2 separate regions of the Sander lucioperca genome follow, and region 1 is linked to region 2. The links are chromatin contacts, called in public Hi-C maps. All regions are on one chromosome and are shown on one strand. The core of a region is the stretch at or near the end of the contact, and the rest is flanking DNA. Distances in the headings are between cores, read along the strand shown. Region 1 holds the start of acp7 (acid phosphatase type 7). Region 2 holds the start of fsip1 (fibrous sheath-interacting protein 1).

The links. A called contact is a pair of places that touch in the nucleus more often than the background predicts.
Region 1: a Hi-C map of liver shows a contact between it and region 2, with 6 times the contacts expected there. The contact joins the promoter of acp7 here to the promoter of fsip1 in region 2. A contact is called at or near these places in 2 of 2 Hi-C or Micro-C datasets (liver and muscle).

Annotation. Positions count from the first base shown.
Region 1 is chr18:14,465,085-14,471,842 of SLUC_FBN_1.2, reverse strand. It overlaps acp7 (acid phosphatase type 7), which reads left to right and starts at 3,827. Exons shown (of 14, transcript XM_031278972.2): 1 at 3,827-3,919; 2 at 5,206-5,342. The coding sequence starts at 5,234. LOC116035702 (KATNB1-like protein 1) reads right to left here. Exons shown (of 10, transcript XM_031278978.2): 2 at 3,488-3,594; 3 at 3,339-3,376; 4 at 2,972-3,248; 5 at 2,742-2,857; 6 at 2,601-2,651; 7 at 2,433-2,522; 8 at 2,164-2,274; 9 at 1,832-1,925; 10 at 1,285-1,724. The coding sequence starts at 3,589. The coding sequence ends at 1,692. zgc:194887 (fibrinogen-like protein 1-like protein) reads right to left here and starts at 1,147. Exons shown (of 3, transcript XM_035994571.1): 1 at 738-1,147; 2 at 425-583. The coding sequence starts at 569.
Region 2 is chr18:14,331,533-14,338,326 of SLUC_FBN_1.2, reverse strand. fsip1 (fibrous sheath-interacting protein 1) reads right to left here and starts at 1,615. Exons shown (of 10, transcript XM_031278444.2): 1 at 1,272-1,615; 2 at 1,099-1,156; 3 at 834-1,003; 4 at 633-711; 5 at 424-516. The coding sequence starts at 1,433. It overlaps LOC116035435 (sushi domain-containing protein 6-like), which reads left to right and starts at 1,709. Exons shown (of 9, transcript XM_031278442.2): 1 at 1,709-2,077; 2 at 2,720-2,861; 3 at 3,872-4,063; 4 at 4,226-4,417; 5 at 5,330-5,521. The coding sequence starts at 2,744.

The DNA.
Region 1 (6,758 bases), core at 2,578-5,077, 130 kb before region 2:
ACACCAACACTGTTTCTCAATATCTCCCAGCAGGTAAACATGTTAAACTTTGATCAATTGCGAAACTATTACAACTGTTTGTCTGACAAACTATCTTACGAAGAGACACAAATCACCTCACGGGACAAAACACTCATCATTAATGAGTCACTAAGCAATTTGGATCTGCAGGCTGGAATTTGACCCACACCCACAGGAGAATGCACATTGATAATCTGAAGATATAGGTAATTCAACATTTAAAAGCAATCAGTGTTGACTGTTTAACACAAAGTACACACTGTAGCACTATCATCAGAGACAGTTTTGAAGATTCTGCACAAGTTATGGGCATTTCAAATCCCCAACTGCAAACAGAGTACATTATTATTGACATCAAACAGCAAAAACAAAAGTCAAAGTGAAAGTCTACACAAATAAATACCTCTCATTCCACGGTTCAAGACCAAGTTGTGTTCATCTGGAGGAAGGAGATTCAGGTTCTCAGCTTGGAGATGCTCCATGTCCACTCCAGCTACAATTAGCAGCAGCAGGGCTACAGCTGACAGCCAGCATCTCACACACTTCATCCTTCACTTTCTTTTGTCGTCAGACCAACAGTGTTTAGTTAATGATACAGTACTGTACGCTTCTTATTGAATTCAGTGAACTTAATGAAGAACACACAGGAAAACTGTACTGAAGAATGTCTTACCTTCAGTGAAGACCCCTGTATGAGATATGTAGTTCTCTGTACCCAAATCTTCTCCCAGGTTTCTACTGTATTAGTTAACACTTACTGAATGAAAAGCACCAGAATGCAAACAGGGCCGTCGACTGCTGACAGTTCACTGAATTGCAGGTCCTTTCACACAGCTTCTCCTGCCCAGTCACAGGTGGACTTCAGCCTCAGGTTCACATCACAATGACAGACACCAACCCTCCACTTATCTGTGTCAAGTGAGATAATGCCACATGTAAATGGAGAGATATGAGCTATGTAAACCCATATCTCTAAAATCACTTCAAGATGAAATGAGGCTGAAGTCCAGATGAGATTGGATTGTAGGGGTTCAGCTGAAATGTGTTGCTGGTGATCTGGCAGTTTATTTTTCTAACCGTACTTTAACTTGAGGTAAAGAACAGTGTTAAGTTAAAGTAGCACATACAGTTCCAGAGAAGTGTGTGTTTTGTCTTTCCATTAATAAAGTGGAAACATATAGGTGCTGTCTTCTCCTAAAGAAGAAGGGCATTCCAACCTTTGTTTTGGTTGTTATAAATATAAATTTCAAACCAGAAACTTTAAAACCGAATATACTAACTTTATTCATCATCAGTGGTGCAATCAAAGAGAATAGGCATACACAACATATCAATGAAACAACATTCTTACATTCATTAAGGCCTCCACGTTTCTGTGACCTAACTGAAACTGCACAATGATAAAACTCCTTGTTGATGTTCCATGATTACAACATCCTACTTCTTCAATGAAAAAGACCATCAAGTCAAATTTGCCACATGATTACATTTATATTGCACATTCTCAGTATTTCAACTGTTCAACTTTATCTGCCAGCCAATAAATACATCAATATCCCCTAGGGACAGCTACACGCTAAAAGGCACTTCTCTGTGGAAACAACAGTCGCTCCAATCTAAGGAGTCGACTGCTATCAGAGAAAGATCTGTTATCTGTTTCTTTGATGCCGTCAGGTAAGTTGAGACAGGAAGGAGTCAATGACCTAGGGGAAAAAGATGATGATGTGAGACGATGACTTTTTTTGTATTATAAAATTCAAAGCCAATGATGACAGCGGTAATGATTTATTCATATATATGCAGCACTGACCTTAGCCATGTCTCCAGCAGTTCCCGAAACAGATTTCAGTGAAGGGTTCTGATACCATAACTCCAATAACTGCTGATTAAATGCCTGGAAATTTCTAGAATGACGATAAATGAATACTTTACCACAATGGCTGTGTATTCTGATAACACATTAGGCAAAATATTGAAAATAGTGGCAAAAATTCTGGCTAGTATTAAGTGACCTGTATGGATTTATATGTTATTTTGTTTACTTTGTCCCAATGTTTTTTTCAGTTTTGACAATACAACTTTGTTCGAATATATACAGTATTTCTTTCTGAAGTATCCTACAGCTCATAAAACAACACTTACCTATCCTTCGGAAGTTTACATGTAGTTGAGCCACTACAGCCACTTGTTCTTAGGTCCTCCCACCAGTTTTTCAAAACTGAACTTATCCACTTTAAACCAACTATAAGATACCTGTGAGAATAGAAGACAATCTCAATTTATTAGTATTTTTGTAATTGTCCTTCCACATACTGTCAGTTCCCCTATTAACATAAGCCTTTAATTCTGTAATAATTCAATTGCACTGCAAAACAAACAACAAAACACTTCATTGCAGCAGGAATACTCACTCTTCATATGGATTGGTGAGGACTTTCTTAACTAAAGGAAAGAGGTCAACACAACAGCCAATGGTGACCCTGTGGGGATCCTCCTCAATGCTGCAGAGACAATTAGGTTAAAGCAACATTTACTCCACTTGTAGGCAGTGTAGCTCAGACCAATTTCAAGTCACTCACCTTCTGCTTATCAGTGGGAGAAAATCAACAAACACACCAATATCTTGGATTCTGCACAAAGACAATAAAATTAAAATATTTGTGAAATTCTAGCGAACACTCTGTGCGTTACATTTTTTAAACCAACTACACACTACGTACCTCAGAAAGTACGTCAACAGCTCTCCAACATTTCTCTGCCACAATGTTAAAGATACTTTCAGTCTCAGATGTCTTCCAAAGAGCACATCAGTCATTGTGCTATGATCCCTTGTGAGCTGAAAAACATTGTTAGGTTGTTTTATCTGCATATTAGTAACACAGTAATCCATAACAAAAATCATAAAAACCACAAGAAAACAATATATCTGAGCTGTGATAGTATTTCTGACCTCAGTGAGCGTACAGTAGTCGGCTTGTTCAGAACCAGTATTACCAGTCTTGTGGTTATTAGTGACATTTAGTGGGAACTCCCAAGGGTCCATGTCAAATATCTCCTGTTGCATATCCTGCATGCAGTTCATCTCATTCTCCTTGTTTGCAGCATCATAAGTCTTCCCAGTCCCGAGCTGCTTCCTCCGAGTCACTGTCAGATGATGGGTCTTCCTCTTACATGAGACTACCCGCTTCACTCTGCCCAGGTTTTTGCCAGAGCGACTCACTGGATACCTGTGCAGTGTAAAATGTTCAAACATTCTGTTGTAAACCAAATCCCATTGTGCACTTCCTGTAATGTAACCAAAATATGCAATGACCTACCTCATTCTGTTGAACTCCTCATTTTTATTATAATCCACCTGCATGTAACAACACATTTTGCATGGTGATAAATAACACAATTATAAGAAGCAAAAGAGGTCCAGTACACAGAGATACATTTGTGTATTATAATGTGTCACCCAGCTCACCTCTTTTGTGTTTCTCCTATAGGTCACTCTGTACTGGGCTGCATCTTGTTGTAAGGCATATTCATGATTTTGGTACTCTCCGTCTTCACTGTTGGAGTCCATTAGACCTAGAGAAAGAAAAGCCCCTTTTAATCTAAATTGTTAGACATAGTTTAATACATACAAGCGCACACAGCCAGATATTGTGGTCAGGTCAACACAATAAGATAATCACAAATATGGGTTATGTCTCTAAATCTATTATTCACAGCATTCATATTGCATTTTGTTATGTCTTTTATTTGTTTAAAAAAGGAATAAAGTTTTCATCTTCAAGTCTTACAGGCTCTAAAGGCAAAACACAATTTCCCACAATCCATGCGGGCATTTTTTGATCTTCTGCGCAATGACGTGGCCAGGAACCGATCCCTGGCTAAACAGCTAAGTTGTGTTGTGAGTGTTTTCAGTTACTAATTTAACGTGTATTCGGGTCAGGTTGAGCTTTTGGAGAGCCTTATTCAGTATCTTTAAACTGTTGCCTACGTGTTGTTAGTAGACAACATAAAAAAGGCTTTGTATTGTGTGTAACGTTAAACGTAACCTAACGCTACCGTAACGCTACAATTAATAACAGTAAGAATTCGCCAGCTAACAGCAAACGCTAGCTAAATAGGCAAATAGACAAAAAAAAAAGCACGGTTTAACGTTACAACCAGTGGTCCACAAATAGTCTATAACTTTCACAGTATATCATTTCGTTACAACACAATAGTATCCTAAATGGTGTAACTCACCTTGTTTTCCATTCCTAAGCAGGAATAATAAAATCAATCTTTCCCTTTGATTCTGTTAGGCGACTGCCAACCAGCTAACACATCCGATATCAACTGCTAATACCGCCCAGTATCAGAGAATAAAGCATCCTATTCATAATTCAGTCTGTGCAGTGTGCACCCTCTAGCGACTATTGAGATATCAATGGTGCACATTTCAAAAACCAAACATTTCATTAAAGCTGTGGTCTAGATTTGTGGTCTTAAGTCATCCCAGTCAGCTGATCTCACTGAAAGACACATTCAACTGGAGAGGCAGTTACCATAACTAATAAATGACATCAGCATGTTTAGTGTTTTGGCTCAAATGCATCTTGCTTTTGTCTTCATGAGCCATGACCATGACAGTGCCTTTACTCCAATCAGTGAGGCACATCAGCTGTTTGCCTTAGCATTTTATTGATCCGAGGCAAGCCTTGGCTTGTGGCTAATCTCTGCTGTACTTGAGCTCACTTTGATTTCCCTGATTGCACAATGAAAAACAACATCAGCTGTTTTTATTGACACATCATCTCTTTCCGTGCTGTTCTTGCTGACTCTGCTGTTTTGGTTCTGCATTTTCATCATTTGGGTTGACTGATGCAGACAGAGGTCCTCATCAGATACCCCAAACACGGTGTCTGTACGTGTGTGTGTGTGTGTGTGTGTGTGTGTGTGTGTGTGTGTGTGTGTGTGTGTGTGTGTGTGTGTGTGAGTGTGTCACTGCCACTGAGTGCTGTGTAAACTAGCACTGAGGTCAGGTAGGATATATTGAGGCTGTATCATTTCAAAACAGACCCATTGGTTCACTTGGTTTTATATCAATAGGCTCAGTCATGTGATGTTTGTCATGAAAGCTTTTAACATCATGTGATTACAGTGACAAGATTGTTTTATTTGCTGGGCGTGTGTTGCTACTTTAATCAGGTTGTTGTCCCTGCAGCCCAGTGTTAAAATGGTGCCTGTCCATGCTGCCTGTGCCTTGTTAAGCCTCGCACCCCTGTTGGTGCTTGGTGTTCCTCCCATTTGGACCCAGCCAGAGCAAGTGCACCTTTCTTATCCAGGTAAGCATTTGAACTGTTTCCATCTGCCTCATGTGTTTTCATTTAGGGATACAATTTTCCGCTTAGTAATACAAACCAGTATCCAGGTCATATGGATTGCAGATTTACAGATGTTTTGTACAAATCACTCAATAATAAAATGACTGAAAGCACTGGTACATCTGGGCCGCTGAACGTTTTGTTACTGTTCTGCAGCTCTGCAACAAGTTCACTGAAGTTCAGATTCACTTTCAGTTAGAGACGGTCCGATACCATTTTTTGCTTCCCGATACCAATTCTGATACCTGAACTTGCGTATCAGCCGATACCGAGTACTGATCCGATACCAGTATGTCATATATTTTATTATGTTTTAACAACTGTATACTACTATCCCTGTATGGATGTGATATTATTTCTATCTTTGTTCTCGGTCTGGCTCAGGTTAAATTCTTTGTGAAACATGAACAAACACAAACAATGAATGCCACAGAACTTTCTTTTATTATCCAGTTTGACAGTCAGTTATAACGGAAAAAGAACAAATAAACTACTTTAACGTAGATTTTCTTTAGGGCTGTTTACGTGGTATCGGATCGGTGCATTAACTCCAGTACTCTACTTTCAGTGATCTTGATATTTAAAAAAAAAAAAAAAAAACAGTTTCATGTAATGCAACTAATTTAAAGGTACTATATTATACTCATTTTCAGATTCACACTTGTATTTTGGGTTTCTACTAAAATACGTTTACGTGCTTTAATGCTCAAAAACATATTTTTGTCATACTCTGTCTGCCTGAATACGCCTGCATTCACCCTCTGTCTAAAACCCTCTATTTCAAGTGCCTGTCTCTTTAAAGCCCTCCCCCGAAAAAGCAAAGTCTGCTCCGATTGGTCAGCGTTTTCGGCTCTTCCGCATATGCGCTCTCTGAGTCTCTACACTGTCATTGCAGCCGGGGAATGACTGTAGATGCACTTTCTATCTATATATAGATGTGACATCACAACTGTACGGAAGTCCTAATGGCTTGTTTAAAGGCACAGTTCCTGAATATGGGCTGTTTTCATTTCTCTATAGATTTGAGCATTTTGAAGCTTTCACAGTATTTATATAGCACCTTGACCTGCTTTATAATAAAATAAAAACATGGAAATTTCACTTTTTACAATATAGGAACATTAATGACTGAAGGCCTTGACGAAACCTTATTTAATGCAACAGCAATATGTCTGAAGTGCCCCGTTGCTCGGAAAAAAACTACCTGTTGTTGTAAGTCATTTAGGTCAAAGGCACCAGTAATTCCCTTAACTGCCATACATATACAGTAACTGATGTAACCCTTGCTTCACACAGTCTGTGCAGCATAAATGTTCTTTCGTTCATTCCTGATGAAGGTAAAACGTGGTAGTCATTAAATGCAGTTGATGTTGGTGT
Region 2 (6,794 bases), core at 366-2,865:
GGTGACATAGTGGGTGTGAAGACCATTCTTGAACTTAGGTGTAAGAGGTTCAAGCAGCCAATCTACCTAAATGTCTAGAGCAGAGCAACACAATTAACTCCTCACATCTCCAGGGAGATTGTTTTCCTTCCTTAAGAGATCAATATCATAAAAAGCCACAAGCTCTTGATCAGGAAATTGTTCAGGAGTCGCATAGCGGGTAAACTGTTATGCATTGACTTCTGTAAAACTGAGTTAGTACTGCTGTCTGCACCAGCCTGCCATGAAGGGGGAAAACAACAGCTATAAATTCCATGAGCTCATGGCGCCATCAAGTGCACAATCTAGGCAGTACAACTGAGAACATGGATTTTAAGATCCATGATCTTAACATGGAAAACTGAGTGCTGCTTTTTCTTTCATGTTCGATTCTCACTAACTCACTTTGCTCCAAGTATTGGCTGTCTCTGATGTGCTCACAGTCAGGAACCTGAGTTTCAAACACAGGCACAAAATCGTCGTCCTCCTCTTCTGTCCCTTTTAAGATAAAAAAAAAAAAAAAAAAACATATTTAAGATGTGTCACAGTGACTGCATAACTTAACTTTTCAACACTGTTGCTTATCTGTAGCCTATACTGATGACTACGCTCACCAGTGGGTGCTTCCAGAGCCAAAAACAACCTTGTGTTCATGGCTTCTTGGGCACATTCAGAGTGACCTTCAGGCTTATTCTGCTGCAGAAAAATACACAATAACATCACACCATATGTGATAAAAGTGGCCACCTCTTTTTAGTCCAAAACCTAGTAGTGAAGTGGTAATGTAAAGTGGAGTGAATGAAGACTTTGAATACCTGGAGTTCTTGCCAGAGTTTTGCTTTAAGTTCTTTCCTTTGACGCTTGACTTCTTTTTCTATGCAGATCTTTGCAGACAGTATTTCATCAAGTCTTCTCATTTCCTCAATGGCTCTCTGTAGTTTTGAATCTTCCTTCTCGTCATCAGTAACTTCAATGTGACACTGACCTGAAAGATGCACAAATATTATATAGAGCGTAGGGTTACTGAATTAAAACTGGAATATCCTAAGAGTGTACTAGCTGCTCCATCAGAACACTTACCTTTGTCAGGACCACTGGCTGATGAGTTGATTATAGTTTCTTCAGAGCTGCTCTGGGTCTAACGTTACAGGGAATTGTTTTTGTCACAAAGTTATTGTAAATAATACAGTTTTGTAAGTCAATAATCATAAATGTTGTAATGTGCATGTATCGTCTTTAATTAACTCAATTACCTGAATATCAGCAGCTTCGTTGGTCAAAACAACTAGGGCAAATGGAGTTGTAGAACCAATTCTGTCACTATGAGGCAAAGACACGCTCGACACACGGCTACCTGTTTGCTCACTCGATGCAGGTCTAGAAATGTCATCTAAACTTCCTCTGATAATTTCCATAGTGTGATTTTCTTAAGCTGTATTTCAAGAATTAAAAACGACATACAAATATTTTGATAGTATTAAACTGATGATGCTAAGTAAAACCACTTTCACTCAACCACAACAGAAACCTTCCAGAATGTGTCCCGTGGTTTTTTTCGGTTACTATGGACGCAAACGCTCCCGGATGGTGTAACTAAGGAAATATGCATTAGTTACTATGGCTACCGGACGAAATCTGCTAGATCGGATCCGCTAGACGTGTCCACGTCAAAGAACTTGCCATGTGGCCCGCCTTATTCTGCCTTATTCTGCCTCGGATTGGCTTACCCTGGTATTCTTACCCTAACCATAACCAATCCCCACTACTCATGCCTAAACCTAACTACGTCGACCAGTCTAGCAGATCCGATTTAGGATCTACCACGAAATCGAGGCAGCTCAGCTGATGCTTCAATTGATGCATCTAGCTAGCGTATCGGTTAACAAGCTAGCCAGTAGGACGCTAGCGTTTAGCTGTAGCAGTACCACTCGGCTCGTTAAATCATATTATCGTCGTTTCGGCAGTAACGTTACATGTCGTCGATGTAGCTGAGATATTGTTGATAAATGTCTACAGTGTGACAAAGAGAGGGTGGAGGATTCGAGGCCGTGTTTCTGTGGTAGGCAACGCTAACCAACGAGCCCATTGTCATGTCTAGCTAGCGTTAGCAAGCTAAGAATATTGATGTAGCTAGCTACCCTAACAATGAAAACCAGCTATGATGTGCTCTGTTGGATTTTATAGTCCTGTATGTGGTAGCACAGTTGCTAGCTAGTTATCATCAACATTATACCTTCGGTATCTAAATGTGATAGATTTTGTTTTGGCCTTGGTGACGTTATCAAACATAACGTTAGCTATCACAGCTAATATAAAGAAGCACCGAAAATGGGTGTGTGTATCATAGGTGTGTAGTCGCTTAGACAGAACCAGTTACGTCTTATATGCGGGAGATATAAATAGCTAAAGCCGTTGCTTGGTTGACATACCTAACGGCGTTATGGAGAGGAATTTGCATTGCTTTCTAATCAGCGCTAGCTTGCTTAATGATAAACCATTATTGCTAGCTTTTTTTCACAGTCATGTTATAGTAACGTTACGACTGTACCACAATCACACCCATTTTCCCTGGCAGCTGTCCAAGATCTGCAGAGTACCTGCGCCAGGCAGGTGACAGCATATGGTCAAGGCTATGGGGGATTGCTTTTTCATCGTGATATATTTATACGTTTGTAATTACATTATTTTCTGATCATACCAGGTTGAGTCGACTCTGCAGGGGAAGATGTGCAATGGAATGATAGAGTCAATATCAAAAGCATTTTGGGCCAACACCTCAGCCACTAATCGGGCCTTCTTGTTGCTGCTGGTACTGACTGCAGTGTCCACTGGGCAAGGGTCAGGTAAGAGGCAAAATGTATGGTTGCACACTCATACAATACAGAGCATTATGGATTATGTCAGTGCTCTGGTGAATTAACATCAAATCAGCTTTGTCATGACAGACCAGATGGGTGACTGTCTGGGAGTCCTCACACAGACAGGATGTATTGCTTGTTCTACAGCACAGGGGAGACTTAATTAACTGCCTCCTAACATTGATTTCAACGTGTCAGTTTATCCCAGCAGATTTATCATCAGCAATAGTACAGCCCTATAACTACCTGAGATGTTATTGTTTAGTATACAAATTAATTATTTAATGTAACTATACCGTGAACTACTCTTACTCTACGTACTCCTACGCTAAATAGTTGTGGAATACATTCAAATTGTTGTATAACAAGGAAGGGGGCAATCAGCAAATAATTTCTCTCTGTGCAACCAGATGATGTTGGTGTTGCAGCATCCAATGGTTTTAGAATTGTATCAAAGTTAAACCAGTAGCCTCACAAAACAACTGTGACAGTTCAGTCCTTTCGCTACAGTTCCAATAGGAAAGGAAACATTAGGGACAGCACAGGTGCTGATACTGACCCGATTAGGCGGATGAGATATCCACCATGACACAGCCAATCCACAAATAGACTTTGTTTGTTGGTTGCTCTTTGCACCCATTAATACTTTGCTCTATAGCAATGTATCTCGAAAACTTATGCTGTAAAATTTGTCATAGATATTCGTGATCTCTAGGAGATTGTTCCTGCTGATTGTGGTGACCCATTGACCTTAACTCTTTCACTTTATACACAATATTGCAATGTTAATATAATCGGAGGACTGCCATGACATTTTCTGGGCACATGTGGTGCCATTGCAAAGCCTTTTTAGTACAGGTGGTTACCATAGGTCATTCTGTGTCTCTAATACTGGTGGCTTCACTGGGTCAAATGTATCAAACCTGTCTCAAAATATTTGTTGAAAACCTGAGCACTTTCACAGGATTTCTTCTTCTTTGGTATTCTCTTCCCAGGATGTGTGAGGCCGTATATGGTCCAGAACAGCTGGGTAAACCTTACAGAAACCAACAGGGGCTCGTTCCCTGCAGGCACAGTTCTGCAGTACAGCTGTGACCCAGGTTACCTGCCAGACGGACCCAGCATCCTCACTTGTACCACACTGGGACTCTGGACCTCTGAACCTCCTCGCTGTATACGCAGTGGTGGTAAGATATTTTGTCCACCACTGTCTTTACTGATAGTAGAAATAATGAGTGACTGTGTTATGAGCAGCTAATCTAATTTAAAACACTTCTTTTTTCACATTTAATTATGTGGCCCATCTAAGGATTTTTTTTTCATATGTTGTGTTTCGCCGCTCCCATCAGCATGTCTACCCCTCTCCAAACCCGAAAATGGGGGCTACACCTGCCACCCGTCCCCCTGCCGAATGTTTTCCCATGGCACTGTGATTGAGTTCTTCTGTGATGAGGGCTTCGTTGTCAGCGGAGACTATAACTACCTGACCTGTCAGGATGGACAGTGGGACGGACCAATGCAGATCAGTTGTGTGAGCCAAGGTTGGTCAGTCCTCAAACTCAGATCTATCAATCAGTCAATAGGCTTTAACACCCACCTGTCAGCAAAGCAATGCCCCAAAAAATTTGGATTTTGTGGATAAATTAGTCCAAATAGAGAAATAGTCTTAATATTATCGACAGTCTCAGCTGTGGAAGTGTGTGTCTTCATTTAAAAGTCCTATGACGTGCTGATTTTTGGATGCTTTTATATAGACCTTAGTGGTCCCCTAATACTGTATGTGAAGTCTCTTTCCCGAAATTCAGCCTTGGTGCAGAATTACAGCCACTAGAGCCAGTCCCACAATGAGCTTTCCTTAGGATGTGCCATTTCTGTGTCTGTAGCTTTAAATGCTATTGGGGGGGGCAAGGTGGAGGGTGGGGGTGTGGCCTTGACCAACTGCCATGCTTTGCTCGTTTTCAAGCCATGATGTCTCTCTCATGGGTGGGCCAAATTCTCTGGGCAGGCACAGCAGAGAAAGGGGAGGTAACCTTGCTCCTTATGACCTCATAAGGAGCAGATACCAGATCGGCTCATCTGAGCTTTCATTTTCTCAAATGCAGAGCAGGATACCCAGGGCTCGGTTTACACCTATCGCCATTTCTAGCCACTGGGGGACCATAGGCAGGCTGGGGGAACTCATATTAATGTTACAAAACCTCATAAAGTGAAATTTTCATGCCATGGGACCTTTAAACCTTCAAAACATTATGTTAAGTTCTTTTCTTATTCTTTGCTTATTTTAATTTCATTTTTTGCTCAATTTTTTTACTTTTTTCTGTTTAATACTCTGTTTTACCTTTACCTGTACAACACTTTGTAACATACATATGCTATATAAACAAAACATTTATTATTAAAAACGAAGTATAGGTAGGCTTATTAACTGTATTTCTGACTGTCCTTTTTTTAAGGTTGTATAAGACCTTCTACAGTGCAGCATAGCTCAACTAATCTGACAGACACCAATAGGAGCTTGTTCCCTGTGGGCACACGTCTGCACTACAGCTGTGACCCGGGTTACCTGCCAGTCGGACCCAGCAGCCTCACCTGCACCACCCTGGGACACTGGTCCTCTGAACCTCCTCGCTGTATACGCAGTGACGGTAAAGACAAACCTCCTCATAGTACCGTCTGCAATTCTGACCCTCCTTACACCTGGTATCTACATATACTTTAACCTGAATACACAGATAGTATCTGCTTTCAATGTATTGTAGTTTGAGATGTTTCATTATTTTTTTATTTTTAAGTAGTTGTCAATATGCATTTCAATTTAATTTTCAAACCTACGGTAGATTTATTTTCTTATTTCAATTCACATCTGTGCTCTTAACACCTACAGTTTGTTTTAATGAACCATTAATGAACGTCCGTTACATTTAAGCCATTGCCAAATGAGTTGCTACAAAGCTAATTAAGACTGTCAGCTCCACACAACTCTCTCAGTATTTCTCAGTATGGCTGTGTTCAAAGGATTGTGTCGTCCGGCGAAACTCAAATGAAGATAATCAATCAATCAATCAAACTTTATTTATATAGCACTTTACAGCAACCAGCAGGTATCCAAAGTGCTTAACATCGAAACCAAGAATAAAAACACATATCATACAAAATAAAGAAAGAACATGTAAAATCAGAAATAGTTACAGAGAAACAGAAGAATGAAATCGTCACACCACTGCTACGTATTAAAAGCCTGACTAAACAGATGCGTTTTAAGTTTGGACCTAAAAAGAGCTACATCTGTAATAGTGCGGATATCAGGGGGTAACTTGTTCCAGAGTCTCGGAGCAGCAACTGCAAAAGCCTGGTCACCCCACCGTTTATATCTAGACCTTGGCACTTCTAAAAGTCGCTGGTTTGAAGACCGCAATAACCGGTTGTGCTCCCGCAAAGTTAAAATTTCGGACAAATACTCCGGGGCCAGACCATTTAAGGCCTTGAAAGCAAACAATAAAATCTTAAAATTGATTCTAAAACGCACTATACATACATACTATACATAATTACCTTTTCTGATGAGTCCATCATGTTTTTTTAATCCTCCCTTACCTCCTTGGCTACTAGCAACAACAACAACAAAAAGGTTAAAGTTTTACTGTAAATGCAGTCAGAGATGTATTAGGGCTCTAATCATACAAACCAACTCCACAAGAGGTCAGAGACACATTTCTGTCTTATGTCAACATCCAGAAGCTGCGATAACAAAAAAAGGACATATTATGACCAACTCGCTGCCCAGATTGTAGCATACTCAGAATATCCTTGGATGGATACAGTTCAAGTTTTTATTATAAACGGATACACCAGATCTGACCGAGTGAAAACGACATACAGCGCTGGAGTCTATGTATTTACTGATTTCTTTCAATGGAC